Regions from separate parts of the Mus musculus genome. Here region 2 is linked to region 1. The links are chromatin contacts, called in public HiChIP or PLAC-seq maps. All regions are on one chromosome and are shown on one strand. The core of a region is the stretch at or near the end of the contact, and the rest is flanking DNA. Distances in the headings are between cores, read along the strand shown.

Region 1 (3,273 bases), core at 73-2,572:
GTGTCCATTTGGCACCCTTTTCTCACCAACTCCATGCCCACCTGCTGGAACCCCTAATTTCTGCGGATTGAGAGAGGCCGACTGAGCCCGGTCTGTGGCAGTTAAGAGTACTTGGTGTTCTTGCAGAGGAATCAGGTTTGATTCCCAGGGCCCACATGTTGGCTTACAGCCAGTCATAGTTTCAGTTTTAGGGGATCAAGACTTTCTTCTGACCATCTCAGGCACCATGTACACATGTGTGCATGATACACAGACATATACATAGGCAGAACACTTATGCACATAAGATAAATATAAATTTAAAAATTATTCTTTTACAATATCATACATGTATGTAACTCACTATGCAGACCATGCTGGTCTGGAATTCAGAGATCCACCTGTCTGTGCCTGCCCGTGCTGAGATTAAAGGTATACACCAGGCCAGCCTCTTTGTCCTCTTATCTCCCTCCCATGCCTGCTGTGCTTGGTTTTATGGGTATTCTTTAAATATATTTATTTTTTACTTTATGTGTATGAGTGTTTGCCTGAATGTATGTCTATGTACCACATGCATGCAGGTGCCTGCAGAGGCCAGACGAAGGCATTGGATCCACAGAGGCTAGACTTACAGATGGTTGTGAGCCACCGTATGGATGCTGAGAAACCAGACAGTGCACTTAACCACTGAGCTATCTCTCCAGTCCCTGGTTTTCAGGGGTTGTTGTTGTTGATGGTGGTGGTAGTGGTGGTGGTTGGTTGTTTGGGTTTTGGGGGCGGGGCAGGGTCTCATTATGTGGCTGGGCAGGCCTGGAACTAAGTATGATCCTCCTGCCTCAGCCTCTGGAGTGTTGAGATTATATAACACCAAGCTATTTAGATATGACAAATATTTAGATCTGCGATTGTCTGTTAAACTGAAAAGTAAGATGTCTTTGCTTCTTTGCAATAGTCTCAGGGCCTCCATCACCTGTGGAACACGAGTTTCGCAGCTGTCCACCCGCGGTAATTACTGAGTGATGACATCACCAAGGATTTTGCATTCCTAAGGTTGCAAGTATTTTTGCAGACTGTGCTTTGCAGTAAACCTGCCTCAGGGCCTTACTGTAACACTCTTCACAAATGATCACCCTGAGGCCTGGGCAGGTCAGAGGCCACGACTCACAAACAGGGCTCTGGCTCACAGCTCTATACCTGTTCGAGGCCGGAGGGTGTGGGGGACAGGAGTTCACAAAGCCAACCCAGGAGGCTTGGGACTGGGGCACCCAAGCCACACACCCTCTGGGCTCTGGCTGGGTTAGGTTTGTCCGCCGGTAGCCACCAGGGGCCGCTGCGATGCCAGAGACTCTCGGGTGCGGTCTACGCTTGATCTCCGACCCAGCCTCACCTCTAGGACCGGGGAGCTTGTAGACGGGGCGAGAGCTTGGAAACCGCTGTTCCATTCCCCGCGGACGCGCCCTCTAGGCCCGTGCTGGTGCAGACCTCAGCCGCAGCGCAAGCCCCGGTCCAGGCAGACTTCTCGACACTCGGGGAGTCGGGGTACTGCGCCTCGAAGTAGGGGTGCTGCGCCCGGGGCAGAGCTCCTTCCTCTTTCCCAGTCGCAGCCTCCATGTGTGGGCTCGCTCGAATCTCTGTGGGTTTTAAATGTTACACAATTCCACAGAAGAAGAAACTCTGCCACAAGGCCCGGCACATCTACCTTCAAATAGGATGCATTAGAAGAAATGGGCTAAAGATTATTTTTAGAGAACTTGAGCATGCATGAAGCCCCGGGTTTCACCCCCTCTATATCCAAACAAACAAGCAAATAAGAGTAAAGCTTTGAGCCTGCTGCCTTTTCTCCCAAAGTCCTTTTCCATCCTGGCGCTCGGTCTTTAGAGTGCAGTGTTGGCCCATAAGCCTTTCTTGTCTCCTGCTTTCATCTTGCAGTGATGTGCAAGGGCACTCTCCCTGCTTCCCTGCTGAAGGCAGTTCTGGAAAGAGCACTGCAACACCCCTCCCCGTGTAGGGGGGAGGAGAACACAGACAGATTCGGGGTGAGGGTTAAAACATCAGGTTTTGTTCCCGCTTAGCACAGGAGATACTGCGCTCCTGTAAACGCAGTTTGCACAGAACAGAACTCAGTTTATGATAGTGTGGGACTCTCATCTCTGCTGTGTAGGGGGTCCCACAGGGAAAGCGAAGATGCACATGGTTGCGTGGGAGAACGTGTGTGTGCGCTTGTGTGTGTATGCTTGTATGTGTTTGCTTGTGTGAGTGTGCTTGTGTGTGCTATGTGATTGCAGATGTGCATGCATGCATGGGTGTGCATGGGTGTGTGCCTGTGTCTGTGTGCTATGTGATTACGGATTCACATGGGTGTATGAGTGAGCACGTGTATGTGCATGTGTATATGTGTGTGCTATTTGATTGCAGATGCACGTGGGTGTGTTATGTGCCTGTGTGTGTGTTAAGTGACTGAAGATGCACGTGGGTGTGTGGGTGGGCATGTGGATGTGCGTGGGGGTGTGCACTAGTGTGTGTGCTATGTGACTGCAGATGCACTTGGGTATGGATGCATGCAGAAGCCAGAGATCAACTTTGGTTGTCATCTTCAGATACCGTCCAGCCTTTTTTGTTTTTTGTTTTTTTAAGACAGAATCTCCAGCTGGATCCCAAGAGACTGTACTGGTTGGTCAGCTAGCTCTGGGGCCCACCTCTTCCACTTCCACTGCACTAGGAATGCAAGCTCCCCACTGCACTAGTGTCTCTTCCACCCTCAGCAACCCTGTTTTGCACTACCCTGAGTCTAGCTTGCAATGTACAATTGTGCTGTGTATGGTGACCAGTCAGCTGACACACTGGCTCTCATGCTCTATCAATTTGAACCTCAATCGGGTCTTAAAGGTAGCTGCCATCTGTCACACTGGATTCTGTCAGAGGGCTATGCTGAAGCTCATTATAAAGCCAACCACATATGCAAATGAGCGTTGGAGGTGTGAGGCCACCTTTGGGTAGAAAGTGCCTCTGGTTTGTCTAGTGAGGCTTCCTGGTGGTCAGATGAGGAGCTCAAGCCTTCGATGCTGCTGCCTTTTAACAGAGTGGGGGATGGAGAGTGTGGTTTCAGGCTCACCCTTTACTGGTTCGGGTCTTCACTTGAGTCATCCCAGAATTCCCCTGACAGCCACTGGGAACATTCCAGAGTGTGACATCTCTAGGAAACAAGTTCAGTTCCTGGAAATGTCACCCCACCATGTCTTTCTTAGAAACCCTACATGGCAGCAGCTGGGATGAATGGCAGAGGTCAGGGGTAAT
Region 2 (3,452 bases), core at 897-3,396, 75 kb before region 1:
CCCTAAAAATCCTTTGTTGTTTTTCTGAAATTCACCCTCACCAGGACACTTAATACACTGTCAGGCAGTTCTTACAATCTTGCTATACAGAACAAACAATAAATAAGATTTTAAAAAATCTTGGTTTGTAGCCCTGGCTGGCCTGGACTTCATGGCAATCCTCCTCCTTAAGCTAAGATGTCGAGTGTGCATACTAACCCTGCCTGTTCTGTGGCAGCTTACATGTTGCCTCATCTTTTAGAAGAAATTTGCCTAGTCTGTGACCAAGACTCTGTAAGTTTCTCATGACTTATTTTTAAATTTTTTAAAAAATTGTTCATCTAGTGCACATGTGTGTCTCCATGAGTGCAGGTGCCCAGGGAGGCCTGGAGAGGAGTCCGGTTCCTTAGAGCTGGGGTTGCAGGAGGCTGTAGACTTCCATGTGCTGGGAACTGGGACCTCTGGAAGAACAGAAAGTGGTTACCTTCTGAGCATCTCCCCAGGCCTCTCCATGGCCTCAGGACAGCTTAGTGGGAGGGCATTTGCCTACAATACACAAGGCCCTGGTCTCATTCCCAGCAGAGGGAGAAAGGAGGAGGGGGGAGGAGAGACGGGGAGGAGAGAGGAGATCCACAGTACACCTACACTCCAGGAGGAGGTTTCTCATTCTCCTGCAGAACCTGATTTAGACATAGCCATTAACTCTGACTCTAGAGAAAAAAACTCAGGGTCTTGAGAGTCATCTTCTGTCACATGACAAGACATCCATGAGATGCACAAAACTGAAGTTCTAAAAGACTTAGGGGTGGGAGAAGCTCATCCCGGAGTGGAGGACTCTGGAAACACGCCCACACCATTAAAACAAAAGTTCAACGCAGTCAAACCTCCCATTAGCTCTCTCTGAACACCGGTTGAGCAGTAATTTTTAACACCAGACTATGACTTCAGGCAGGTACTAGGTATTGCTATGAAAACCGAGCCTAAGAAGCGAATGAATGAATAAATGAATAAATGAATGAATGAATGAATGAATGAATATGGGACGTGGCTCAGTGGGTGGAGTGCTTACAGGACAAACACGAGAACCTGAGTTTGGATCCCAAAGAACCACATAACAACCTGGTTGTGGTGGCCTTTGCCTGTAATTCCAGTGCTGGGACAGTAGGGGGCAGACAGCAGGGACGGGCCATACATGCACACAGCATATACACACAAGCAAAGTTTTAAAAGTGCAATAAAGATATGAATGACTATATCAGGGTGAGTTTGTCATTCTGGATGACTCACCTGCCTAGAACCACCTTAGAGTACATGCTAAGCCAGACATAAACTGAGGCACAGGGAAATAAGCGTCAAGCATGTACCAAGTTCCTCATGAGTTTACGGCAAGACAAAAGCTAGGCAATTTGGGTGGTGAGTCTTCAAAAGTGGTTGTTTGTTCCTGACAGTGGTGAGAGGTTTGTTGAGGAAGACCCAATTCCCAATTTTGCTGCCGTCTTCTCGGCTCCCTTAGAAAAACATAATAATGTCGTTTTGTGATGACCCTGGGGCTAGACCACGGGGCAGGAGCCTTCTGGGTAGAGCAGAACATATTGGGGCTTTTTCTGTCTGTGACAAATGAGTGCTTTCACTGATACTGGCACACACTTTGCCTTTTTTTTCTCTCTTAAGGTAGAATAAGTGAATTAGGAGAAAGAATATTACGTCTCAGACAGAGGGAAGACCCTGGGTATGGGGGCACATGGTTGTGGTCCCCCACACCAGAAGAGAAGGCAGGTTGATGACTCAAGGCCATCCACAACTACACAGTGACTTTGTCCTAGGCTGTATGAGACCTGTCTCTGCAAGAAAAAAAAATACAAAAAGAACTGAGATTTTGAAGGTAGAAAGCAATGGAAGTTAAAACCTGAGGAGAGTGATGTATTATACGGCGATACTGTAAGTCAAAGCACACGTAGTTGGTGTTCAGTAGTGTTTGTGGATAAACACAAAATAAATAAGGGATATTTGTATCCATAAGCGTTGTCTGAGTTAAGCGCACTTTGGACAGCTTGACATGAACTCAAACCTCAGAGTGTTTTGCTTCCAAACAACAGGCACACAGTTGCAGACAGACTTTTGCAGAAGTTGAGGTTGCTTCCATGATGCAATCCACGAGGCCTCTTGTGACCAAGCCACGTGCTTAGAAGCTCGCAGATGATGTTCAGACACACTGCTGACATACAAGTAGGTTACCACAGCAGAGGCCAGGCAACAGTAAATAGGATCCAGCCTTTCCCTTCTAAAGTCCCCCACACCTTCAACTAAAGACTGAGTGGCATGGTCAGAGTTTTACTGCTGTTCTACAGACACCATGACCAAGGCAACTCTGATAAGGACATTCAATTGGGGCTGGTTTACAGGCTCAGAGTTTCAGTCCATGATCATCAAGGCGGGAACATGGCAGCATCCAGGCAGGTATGGTACAGGAACTGCTGAGAGTTCTACATCTTCATCTGAAGGCTGCTAGCAGAATACTGACTTCCAGGTAGCTAGGATGAGTCTTGAAGGCCACGCTTTAAGTGACACACCTACTCCAACAAGGCCACACCAACTCCAGCAGGGCCACACCTTCTAATAGTGCCATTCCCTGGGCCGAGCATATACAAACCATTATACTGAGCCCAGGCTACTTCTCCATTGCCGTGAATAAACACCTGAGGGAAGCACCTAGGGTGTGTGTGTGTGTGGGGGGGGGCTGGTATTGTGGCTCACAGTTTGAAGGATCTAATCCCTTATGGGAGGCCCCTGCTGCAGAAGCGTGAGGTGGCCGGTCACACTGCGTCCTCTGTCAGGAAGCAGAGGGATGAGTGCTCATGCTCAGCTCTCTTCCTTTTATGTTTAGTCTAGAACCTAGCATATGGGATGGTGCCGCCCACAGGTGCCGCCCACAGTTAAGGTGAACCTGCCCACTTCAGTTTATTTAACTAGAGACTTCTCTCGGATGAGCCAGGTTTGCTAGGATAGTGATTCTAAGTCCAGTCGAGATTAATCTTGTACCAGGCTTGGCGATGCACACATGTCATCCCCGACCTAAGGAGGCAGTGACAGGAGGGTCGTCTTGAGTTCAAAACCAGCCGTTCCAGGCAAGCCAGGGCTGCATAGTGGGACCCTGTCTCAAAAACAACAACAAAAGTAACACTAAGCAGGTTTTTTACATAAAAGGTTTTAAATTATAGTCTGAGCTGGGTATGGTGACACACACTTATAGTTCCGGTACCGAAGAGGCTGAGGCAGGAGGCTCCCTGTGAGTTTGAGGACATGCTCAGCTACATAGTAAGCTTGAGACCAGCCTGACCGCAGAATGAGAGTCTGACTCAAAGCAAAGTAAACACAATAGAAAATAGCACATGAATGCAGAAAGTATGGATGGGCAGATGGCAGCAAACCAGAAGTGCCAGCAGAGCTGTACAAAGTGGAAGATGCGCATTCAA

Evidence for each region. HiChIP or PLAC-seq counts read pairs in DNA pulled down with a chosen protein or histone mark.
Region 2: a contact with region 1 is called in an H3K27ac HiChIP or PLAC-seq map of the HPC-7 cell line, with 6 times the contacts expected there. The contact joins two enhancer-like sites. A contact is called at or near these places in 1 of 15 datasets of contacts at CTCF or cohesin (CD8 T cells), 3 of 484 Hi-C or Micro-C datasets (embryonic stem cells, erythroblasts and nephron progenitors), 2 of 115 datasets of contacts at active chromatin or transcription factors (CD8 T cells and the HPC-7 cell line) and 3 of 9 other capture datasets (adipose tissue, liver and pancreatic islet).

The regions. Positions count from the first base shown.
Region 1 is chr1:191,124,175-191,127,447 of GRCm38.p6, reverse strand. Gm46178 (a long non-coding RNA gene) reads right to left here. Exons shown (of 3, transcript XR_001779634.1): 2 at 2,676-2,683; 3 at 2,120-2,129. Among named protein-coding and RNA genes, the nearest start is that of Gm46178, 4.9 kb to the right of the region's middle. Within about 2 kb of position 1,322, at least 89 of the 459 cell types and tissues checked have an H3K27ac peak or open chromatin away from gene starts, as enhancers often do. A contact at or near this core is called in the HPC-7 cell line, adipose tissue and erythroblasts, where this site is marked.
Region 2 is chr1:191,200,090-191,203,541 of GRCm38.p6, reverse strand. No RefSeq gene overlaps it. Among named protein-coding and RNA genes, the nearest start is that of Atf3, 18 kb to the right of the region's middle. Within about 2 kb of position 2,146, at least 61 of the 459 cell types and tissues checked have an H3K27ac peak or open chromatin away from gene starts, as enhancers often do. A contact at or near this core is called in the HPC-7 cell line, adipose tissue and erythroblasts, where this site is marked.